Linked DNA regions of Mus musculus: region 2 is linked to region 1. A link is a contact called in public HiChIP or PLAC-seq data. All regions are on one chromosome and are shown on one strand. The core of a region is the stretch at or near the end of the contact, and the rest is flanking DNA. Distances in the headings are between cores, read along the strand shown.

Region 1 (5,224 bases), core at 1,648-4,147:
ATCAATACATGTTGAAAAGAAATTTGCAGTGCAAGAATTTCAGTCATCCAAAGAAAGGACAACTATGTCCAAAAAGCTTAAAATGTAAGGTTAGTTTGTCACAGGTCAAACAAACAAAAACATGAACTTAAGTTGAAAATTCTGGGTTTTTTTTTCTTGACTACAATATTGAAAACTAGCCATCTAATCTTAAATTGAAACCATAGGCATCTCACCCCTTTTGGAAGAGAAATTAACATTTCTCCCAGACAAGCAGGTAAGAGGTCTTTCTCAAGTCAGAGAGCAGAACTTGGGGAAATCCAAAGCCATCAATCTGGTTTGGAACTTTCTATCTAAATTTTATACAGGCCTCCCTGCTATCCACATTATGTTCACAGCTCTAGAATTTAATATTAATATTGACACAACTTCCCTTTTAATTACTTTCCCTGAGACACAGATAACAAAAAGAAGAAAGGCACTGGACAGACTGCCAAAGCTTCCCTTTAAATCAAATGCTCCCTCTGGGAGTTAGCAGGGCATGGGGTGGGGGTGTTCTCTTCCACTGGGAAGCAACATTGGGACTCTCCCTTATGGGGTCTGTACACCTTGGAGTGAAGACCCTGGAGTAATAGGGATTTCAGTAAACCAAATCTTACAGATGCAAAAGCATATTCTTGGTGTCCTTGTGTTAAAAAGCATATGTCACATTTGTTACTGCAGATGGGCACTACTATTATGAACCTACATTTACTATTAGGTCTTAAAGCCAACAGTACTGTGGACATTTCTCTGATACAGCCAGAGAATCGAGATACTGGAGCGAGATAACAACATTGTCTTAGCAGACAGAGGAAATTGTGGCACTGCCAATGTGTACGGGTTTTCTGGCTTACCTCCTCCCATTTCCTGTACAGACATCTAGTGCCATCTATCCCCTCAGCATGACCAGAGGAAGAGATGCCACCAACATCAAGTGAGCCAGTTACTGTCCAAAGATACTAGAACTAACGAAAGTCAGGCTTTATCTGAAGAGAAGTATTATAAAAGCAAATGATACAAAACACCCTGGGGGGGGGTTGTTGCTGACAGAAATGGCTTTAGTCATTTAAATTTGATTTTAAATATCTGCTTTCCCTTTCCTTTTAAGGAGGGCTGATCCATCATGTTCTTAGACTTCCCCACCATGGCAGGCGTTGCCTTCAGCACACAGTTGGAATAAAGCTAATAGGAAGTCTTGTGGCAACTGAGAAAAAAATACAAGAGAAGGAGGCAGAAAAGGATTCACGGTGAGGTATACATCCTTAGAGGTATCTCAAGAGACAGGAAGACGGGCCTGGAGGGGTGGGAGACAAAGGAGGGAGGGAGAGGAGCCAGCTACTCACCTGCAGTAACAAAGGGCTCTACCAGCTAGCTAAGGGCAGCGATGAAGCTGAGTGGGTGGTGTACAGAGACTGTTCCTTGGCCTACAATGGTCTGATGAGCCTTCCTCAACTGAAAGTACTGTTTACTGAGAATCCACTAGGTAACATGTTAGCATCCTTGCTTATCCAACCCATACCAACATGCTCAGAACGCTAGCATCTGCACGTGTCTGGGCACAGTCACTAACTTGAAGACTATTTCATAGTAAAGTGTTGAGCATCTTATGTGACGTAGGGAATATTATTCTGAAAAGGAAAGGTGGAACAGGTCTATGAGCACCACTGTAAAGTCAGACCAGTCATAAGCCTGACCACCGGGAGTCTGTTCTGGAGTGCAAGCTGAGGTGGGCTGTAAGCGGGGATTATGGGATGCAATGTTATTACTCTGATACAAACAGAACTTGGCATAAAACCTAACCACAGGGCTACAATGATTAAATCAGTAATAGAAGGCAGGCTACACGCCTTACATGAACACATCTGTTAGAGATTTTCATCTTCTACCTCAAAGATAGGTATACAGTTCTCATACTACTCCCAGAAAAAGAGAATCTTAACTCATATTTCATAAATCCATAGGCAGTTTCACATATTTGGTCTCTGAAGGGTTGAGGATTCCCTCTCCCCACCCCCACCTGCAACCCACCCTATGACATCATCTTCTGGCTTTCAGCAAAGCTGGCTGGTTAAAGCATGTGGATTTGGGGTAAGTGTCTCTCTGCTGAGAAAAAACTAGAAGAGGCTTGAGTTTTCAACCAACACCCACAGTTCCCCAGACTACAGGCTCTCACACTCACAGTGGCCAAAGGGGCATCTGTGGTCAAAAGACTGTACAGGGGAAAGGCTGTCCCCAAAGCTGCCAAGGCCCAACCCCATGTCAGCTTCAGGGAAGAAAGACTATTTAGATGGAGAATCTGGCTCCCATTCTGGAGTGCTTGCCTTGTGCATACATGAAGCCATGGGTTCAATTCCCACACTGAGCATGCCTGCACACATAGACACACACAGACACAGACACAGACACAGACACAGACACAGACACAGACACAGACACAGACAGACAGACAAGAGAAGGAAAGGGAGAAACACAGAAACAGAGATGACAGAGACAGACAGACAGAAAGGGAAAGCTACATCTTACACTCAGAAACAGCACACAAGCCAGCTGTGTACCTTTCCCCGCCTGGCTGGGGGTGTCAGCTGACCCTGACTCGGTAACTCCACACTGTAGTCTGTGTTGATCCTCTCTGTATGCAAATGTCACTGTGTCTCTGGTGTTCTCTGAGGTTACACCCAGTTGTATATAGGATACTTCAGTGGAATTTTGGGAAGCAGCTCTCCCTACAGGCCTCGGAAGGACGGACTTAGGGCAGTGTGCACATTCTCTTTGGTAGGAACCTGCTCGAGCGCATGCGCAGCGCAGCTTGTGGCTCTGATGCTCTAAAGCATCCGCCGGCCGCCATCTTGTCCTCAGGTCAGGATCAGGGGAGAGTCTGTTTGTTTAACCTGAGATCACAAAGAACAGAGCGGGATTTCCTCCATCCCATAATGCTTCCCCTGTGCTACTGACAGCCTCTGAGGCCAGGGTTCTTAATGTGAAACTTACGGAATCTTAAGAAGACTTTAAAGAATTTAAATAAAATAAAGAAATTAAATAAAGACTAGGTGCATATTCCCAAACTGTACGGCAAATGTCCATATTCTTATATAGGGTCTTCTCAGAGCTCCTTGCTTCTCATTAGATCCCAAATGACTCAGTAATCCCAAAACTTATTAAGAAACGTCCCTCGGGGCTGGAGAAACGACGCAGCAGTTAAGAGCACCGGCTGCTCTTCCAGAGGTTCTGAGTTCAATTCCCAGAACCCACATGGCAGCTCACAACTCAGCTCACAACTGTCTGTAACTTCAGTTCCAGGGGATCTGACAGCCTCCCACAAACATACATGCCGGCAAAACACCAATGCACACAAAATAAAAATAAAATAAAATAAATTGGTTTTTGGAAGAAGAGAGAAAGAAACACACCCCTACTCAGGCTGGTGGCTCAACCTGTAGTCTCAGCATTCCATGAGGCTTCCCTAGACTATAAAGTGAATTCCAGAATCCCCCAGGTTACTGAGTGAGACTCTGTCAGAATGGGGGGGGGGGATGAGGGAGGGAAAATTAAAATGAAGGAGAAGAGGCCGATAGATGGTGGGGTAGAAAGAGGCTGAAGGCTCTTCCAGGGCTTAAGCCAACACCAACACACAGGTCACACAGGGATGGGGATGGTGAGCAAATACTCCCACAAGTCTGACTCTAGGTTTCTGATGCTTCATAGCCAACAGACCCTAAGCCAAGGCTCTGCTGTGAGGATGAGCTCCCAGTTTGTTCTTGATTTATCACGTCCTGACCTGAGAGATGGGAATATGGGGAGAGAACGGCTCATTTCCAGCATAAGAAGAACATGTGAGAGTTAGTGACAGTCACTGACATTCTAAAGGTAGGAAAACAGAACCAGGTGGTCTCAGGACCACGGTTATTGCAGAGGTGCCATTTCCTGTCCTGTTCATTTTATGATGTATATCTGTCATTATTATTGTGAGTGTTACAGGTCTCTGGTTATGGTACTCCATTTTATCAAAAATTATTCTTTCCCTCTTCCTTTAACATAATATTTTCGTGCACCAAGATTCCCAATACTTTCTGCTATAACCCCCTCACCATACTCTCATGTAAGTTTATTCCTAATGATGACCTCCCTGTCATTTAAAACCAAGGTGTTCATGGGTTTTCAAAGTTCCCTGGATGATTCAAATTCCTGCCCAAAGCTGTTTGCTTGTGTGTGTGTGGGGGGGGGGGGGGGGGGTAACTCCATGGTACTCACTGCATCTGTCTAAGGAGTGTAGCGAGTACAGCCTCCTGGCTTTAGTGTCTTTCTATAACAAGCAAATAACTCTGTCTTTACCTTCTCTGTTTCTATACCTTCACACGATAAGCTCTTGAATTGTGAGTCTCCAGCCCCCAGTCTCACCCACATCAGAGAGACAGACAGACAGAGACAGAAACTGACAGAGACGCAAACACATAGACCCAGAGAGTATGTGTTTCCTCAGACCAAACCAAACTATAACCTTTAATCTATAGCATTTCACAAAACATTACCTGAAGACCATCCACATCAGATTTATCAAAAATGTATACGTGTATTCCCTCCTGCCTCTTTCCAACAGAAAACATGGAGGGAGACAACTTAGGATGCTGTACTTATTAACACCCACCTCTCTCTCTCTCTCTCTCTCTCTCTCTCTCTCTCTCTCTCTCTCTCACACACACACACACACACACACACACATACACACACACAAACACATACACACACACAAACACATATGCACACACACAAACACATACACACACATGTGACTCTTGGACACACTCATTTGAGAACCTATGATTCAGAATAATTGTAATAATTCATTTATTTGATGCACGTTGGTGATTTGACTGCATGTATGTCTGTATGAGGGTGCCAGACCCCCTGGAACAGGAAGTTACAGATAGTTGTGAGCTGCCATGTAAGTGGTGGGGATTGAACCACTGAGCCATCTCTCCAGCCCCCAATTCAGAAGAATTTATCCTTTCCAGTATCCATCCTCATTTTTTATTTCTAGTTACACTCGTGGCCTCTGGAACCGTCACCCTTTCCTTTCCTGAGGACGTGCTCTCGTCTCCTCTCATTGTGTCGTCATCAGTCCTGCTGTTTCTCTCCCTCCCCATCAGAACTTTATTCTTCTGTAAGTGAGGAGTGGGTTCAAAGATTTTCTAAGCACTTATTACAG
Region 2 (4,831 bases), core at 865-3,364, 340 kb before region 1:
ATGATGGAGACCTTTGAGATGGATGCTGGTGTTGGTTACACAGTAATATGAATGCACTTATTACCACTCAGTTGTACTCTTAAAGGTGACTAAAGCTGGCCTGGGACGTGCTCAGTGGTAGGGTGCATGGTTAGCAATGGTTAAAATTGTAAATTAAATGCAACATTTTGGAATCAAATTGGGGGCAGAGCTTAGCAGGCTCAGCTCATCTCTGCTCTACATGTTATCTCCTGGGACAGTTTAACAAGGAGTATCCCTGTTGGTGGGCACTTTTAGCAGAAGACCCCTGTTCACTCTCTGGCTTCTCAGACTTGGACTCTCTTTACATGTGTCCTGTCTGTGGCTAGATGATCTAGACTTTGTGTGTGTGTGCCTTCTTTTTTCTATGCAATGCTGGGAGCCATCCACCTTGGTCCATGGCAGGCAAGGTCCCTCCTTCTGAGCTACCTTCTCACTTGGGCTTTAGGTTCTTTACAAGGCAATTAGGATCTAAGAAAATGGGATGCTCTAAACTCCTTAAGGCTTGGCTTTAAGTCCCATAAAATTAATTACCCTGCATCTGCATCTTCTTGGTTAAATGAAGCCATTGTGCTGTCACATATTCTACCCCAGAGCAAATGAGATAAGACTTTAGAAGCCAGTGGTTCCTTTAAAGCCATTATATGACAATCTCCACACACAGTCTCTGTATCAGTTTGTTATCCTGTCTCTTTACCTTGAAGCGCCTCTAATGGGGCTATTTATCTAAGACTAGCAGGGTCATGACATGAGGGTGGACTCTGGGACTTCGAACCTTAGCGTTGCCATTTGTCACAAGACCTGAATCAAGTTACTTGTCCTTTCTGTGTTTCTGCTTCGTTGATGAATAAACATTTAAAAGAAGGAAGAAAAGAAATGACCTGACTACTTCTAAAGTATGGAGAAGACTTTTAATGTAGCTATAAAGGAGAAAGCAGGCAGAGGGAAGAGTCCAGGGTGTACATGAGCAGGAAAGTGGGGGAGGGAGAGCAAGAGAGGTGCCACACAGATCAGGAGAAGCAGCAGAGCCAAGATACAGGCTGTTTTGTAGGGTTTGGGTTTGGGGAAGAGAAGCCCCGCCTCTGGGGGAGGGGTTTAGGGCGGGGCGTGAAATGATGGGAGGAGCCGCTGATACTGAGTGTGACTTGTCCCAGGTTTCTTTGAGATGTAATACTTGTCTATGAAATGAATCTGGTAATAGTATTTATGTCGTCATGCCGCTGTGAAGACTCAAAGAGTGGGTATGGATTAAAGACAAAACAAACAACAACAAGACCTGCAAACAATGCTTGAGCAAGGCAAGGCAGTACAAATCTGTAATTCCAGGACTCTGGGTAGCCAGGCAGAAGGATCGCCCCAAGTCCGAGGCAAGCCTAGGCAAAATAGTGAATGTCAGGCCAGCAATGGGGGACCTACTAAGACCTTCCCTCAAAAACAAAACAAGAACAAGCCAATGAACAGCCCCCTCCTCCGAGGCCTCTGCATCATTTCCTGCCTGGAGTTCCTGCCCTGACCTCATCACTAAACAAAACAACCCCGCCCCCTTACAAAACCGGTGTACAAAGTATGAACTATATAAGCATTTGCTATGATTATCGTTGTCAGTTGATGTTAATAAGCTTAAAAATAAATGTGGTAAGAAAGGAATATTTAAGAGGTAAATAAGAGGCTGGGAACTACCCAGGACCTCCCCGCCTCTTCAGAGTTCTCGCTTAGATTTAAATGCTGATATTTAAACGTCCGTCCTTTTGTTCTGCCCACCGGAGACAGGTCTGCATAATATGAAGACCTGCACTGAGTGTTTAAGGGCCCTAAGAGGCTAATCTGTACAGGGGTAATGGAGTTGATAGGTTTTAATCCATGTAAATTTGCAGGACTCCAAGGTTAAAGACAGGCATCTCCCCTCCCCTTTCCTCCAGATCCGCGGATAGCTGGGGCTTCTCCTAGTCCTTGGATGTCTTCCCTTTCTTTGACCTTAAACCTAAAATGGGCGTCTAAGGACCAGGAGCTCACTGTGCCAGTTGTATGGCTCTCCTCCACTGGATCGAAACAATGGCTGAGGTCAAAACCAGTCTTGTTGAACAGGTCACTGACACCTGTTGTTTACTACAGAGTTCTTTGTGAGCTCACCAGGGGATCTAATTCTTAGTTCTAGGACTACCTGGCTCAGCTCAGCTAGTTCTGTTAGCATTGTCTAAGCTCCGCCCCACAGTTACCTGGCAACAGCCGGAAGTGCCTGACTCACTATAAAAGGGGCTGCTTGCCCCACCCACCTCACTCTATTGCTTTCTCTTGCTCATCCATTCCTTCTCTCCCCATTCCCTAACCCTTTTTCTCCACTTGCTAATGGCCTGCCGGCTTCTTCTCTACTTCTCTACTCTCTCTGCCTTTCTCTGCCTCTACTGTCCTTTTAACTCCCCCTCCCCATGCCCTGATTAAACTGTATTCTATCCCGTGGTGTGGCTGGTCCCTCAGGGGGAAGCCATGCCTCCTCATGGGCTGCTAAGGCACCCCCTTTTCCTGCACCTGACGACACCTCCGTAGAATATAACTATCCCCCCCCCCCCGTCTTTTCATAAACACATCAAGTACAGTTTGCAGTACTGGCCTGGTAGTTTGGAGGGAAGATATATGGAGTATTTTATTTGAGCTAGAATGCCTGGCTTCACGTCCTGACTCTGCCTCTTACCGCACACAAGACCTTGATGGAGCCACTTAACTCTCAGTTTCTTCATCTATAAAATAGGCTTGGAATTGATCACACTATTGCTATAGGATTGACTGAAACCTCTTAACAGAGAAGAACACACAACTCTCAGAGCATTTTTAAAGAGGCTCCTGGAGGACTAGCAAGACAATTTAACAGCTAAAGACATTTGCCACCATGTCTAATGGTCTGAGATTCATCTCTCAAATGCATATGGTGACACAGAGAACTTACTCCAATGAGTGTTCTCTGATTGAATACCTGTGTGTATGTTTTCTCTCCTCTTCTCCCCTCCCCCTCCCTCTTCCCGTCTCTCTTGCTATCCCCCTCCGTCTGTCTGCCTGTTTGTCTATCTTGTCTTTCTCCCTCCTACCCCTCCCTCTCCCCCTTTCCCAATAAAAGCTTTTTTAAAAAAAAGTGGAGTGGGTGGGCTTCTGGGATACTTGGCTCCTTTTCCACCTCCTGCACTCTTGGTGTCTCATGACTTTGCCTTTTATCCTATACTCATTTTGTATGTCATATGAACTCAGCCTGGCACGCCTTTAATCCTAGCACGTGGGAGGCAGAGGCAGGCGGATTTCTGAGTTTGAGGCCAGCCTGGTCTACAAAGTGAGTTCCAGGACAGCCAGGGTGATACAGAGAAACCCTGTCTCAAAAAACCAAAAAAAAAAAAAAAAAGCCGGGCAGTGGTGGCACACACTTTTAATCCCAGTACTTGGGAGGCAGAGGCAGGTGGATTTCTGAGTTTGAGGCCAGCCTGGTCTACAGAGTGAATTCCAGGGCAGCCAGAGCTACACAGAGAAACTGTTTCTCAAAAACAAAACAAAAAGAACTCTGTCATAAGGCCTGACTCTCATCAACAGAGTAGAGAGAGATGGGAAATGAAATTATTCATGGTTTTGCTCATTCATGAGTAAAGAGAAAGCCCTCTCTTCACCATGCTCATAGCAGTGTGAGAGTGTAAAGGCCCACAGAAGCCAGGACACAGGCATGCGTAGATTGTCTTTCTCCTGGGAGGTCAGTGCTCTGGTGTTCTGCAGACTGCCCATTTTCACTCAGCATGGAATTTGCCTAGAGGAATTCTGGTTCCCTCAGGTACAAAATGACTTCAAATCTTTATCTCTAAGCTATTCCTCCTCTTCCTCCTCCTCCTCCCACTCCTTCTCTTCCTCCTCTTCTTCTTCCTCCAACATTTATTCTCTGGATAGTCCAAGTTTTCTAAATTTCGAAAGGCCTAACACCTCTGGATAGGAAGTGACACTAATTGGTGTGTGTTGGGGGGGGGGTCAGTGGGGGGCGGGGGCAGGGGGCAGGGGGAGAGAGGCCAGAGAAGCCAAAAAGTCCTTTTATAGCAAGTCAGGGTCATGCCTGACTATTGCTAGGTAACTGTTAGGCAGAGCCTAGAAGAAATGCTAACATTCCTCCATTTTGGTTTAATTAAAAAAGGAGAAACTAGAAAGAGGGTGATGGTGAAACAGGAATAGGATTGTCGTGACCTTCAGTTGTTTCCTGCTGACTTTGGGGTAATGTGTCTTTGGGAAACATGAAAATGGGGATGAGGATGTTGGTCTAGGCTTAGGAGAGTTGACTGTCTCCTTGCTGTCCAGGGTCTGTAGGACCACCTGCAGGTAGGAGGTGAAGGCCCAGTAGAAGCCTCTGTAAGAGGAGACCGGAGCTTCTGTGGGGTTTTTCTCTGGAGCTGTCCTGGATGTAGATTTTGAGTAAACACCTGGATGTGGCAAAATGCTGAAATACATATGCATATTCGAGGCAGAAAAGAAAGGTAAGTAGGTTTGGGAGAAAAACTTTTCTTGGGTGCACATTTGAAACTCTTAGGTCTTGGTGGTTGAGGGTAGGGGAGTCCCAAACCAGGGAACAGGGGAGCAACCCCACCCTCTGGAATAGGCAGCAGGTGGGAGCTTAGGCAACAGATTGGCAGGTGCGCTTCTCTGGACGGAGCCTCTTTGCTCCATGAGAGGCAGATCTGAGTGGGTTTCCTGGAGCTTAGAAGTTTACAAAAGAAATGAATCTGTTAACAGCATGAGCAGTCTTTAAGATAAGCTTAGGGAAGACAAAAACCTTTGGTGAAACAGAAGGGGGACAAAA

What was found. HiChIP or PLAC-seq counts read pairs in DNA pulled down with a chosen protein or histone mark.
Region 2: a contact with region 1 is called in an H3K27ac HiChIP or PLAC-seq map of embryonic stem cells, with 2.0 times the contacts expected there. The contact joins two enhancer-like sites.

The regions. Positions count from the first base shown.
Region 1 is chr5:65,869,079-65,874,302 of GRCm38.p6, reverse strand. All of the region lies in intron 1 of Rhoh (ras homolog family member H), which reads right to left. Among named protein-coding and RNA genes, the nearest start is that of Rhoh, 8.1 kb to the right of the region's middle. Within about 2 kb of position 2,897, at least 42 of the 459 cell types and tissues checked have an H3K27ac peak or open chromatin away from gene starts, as enhancers often do. A contact at or near this core is called in embryonic stem cells, where this site is marked.
Region 2 is chr5:66,212,009-66,216,839 of GRCm38.p6, reverse strand. No RefSeq gene overlaps it. Among named protein-coding and RNA genes, the nearest start is that of 1700126H18Rik, 23 kb to the right of the region's middle. Within about 2 kb of position 2,114, at least 32 of the 459 cell types and tissues checked have an H3K27ac peak or open chromatin away from gene starts, as enhancers often do. A contact at or near this core is called in embryonic stem cells, where this site is marked.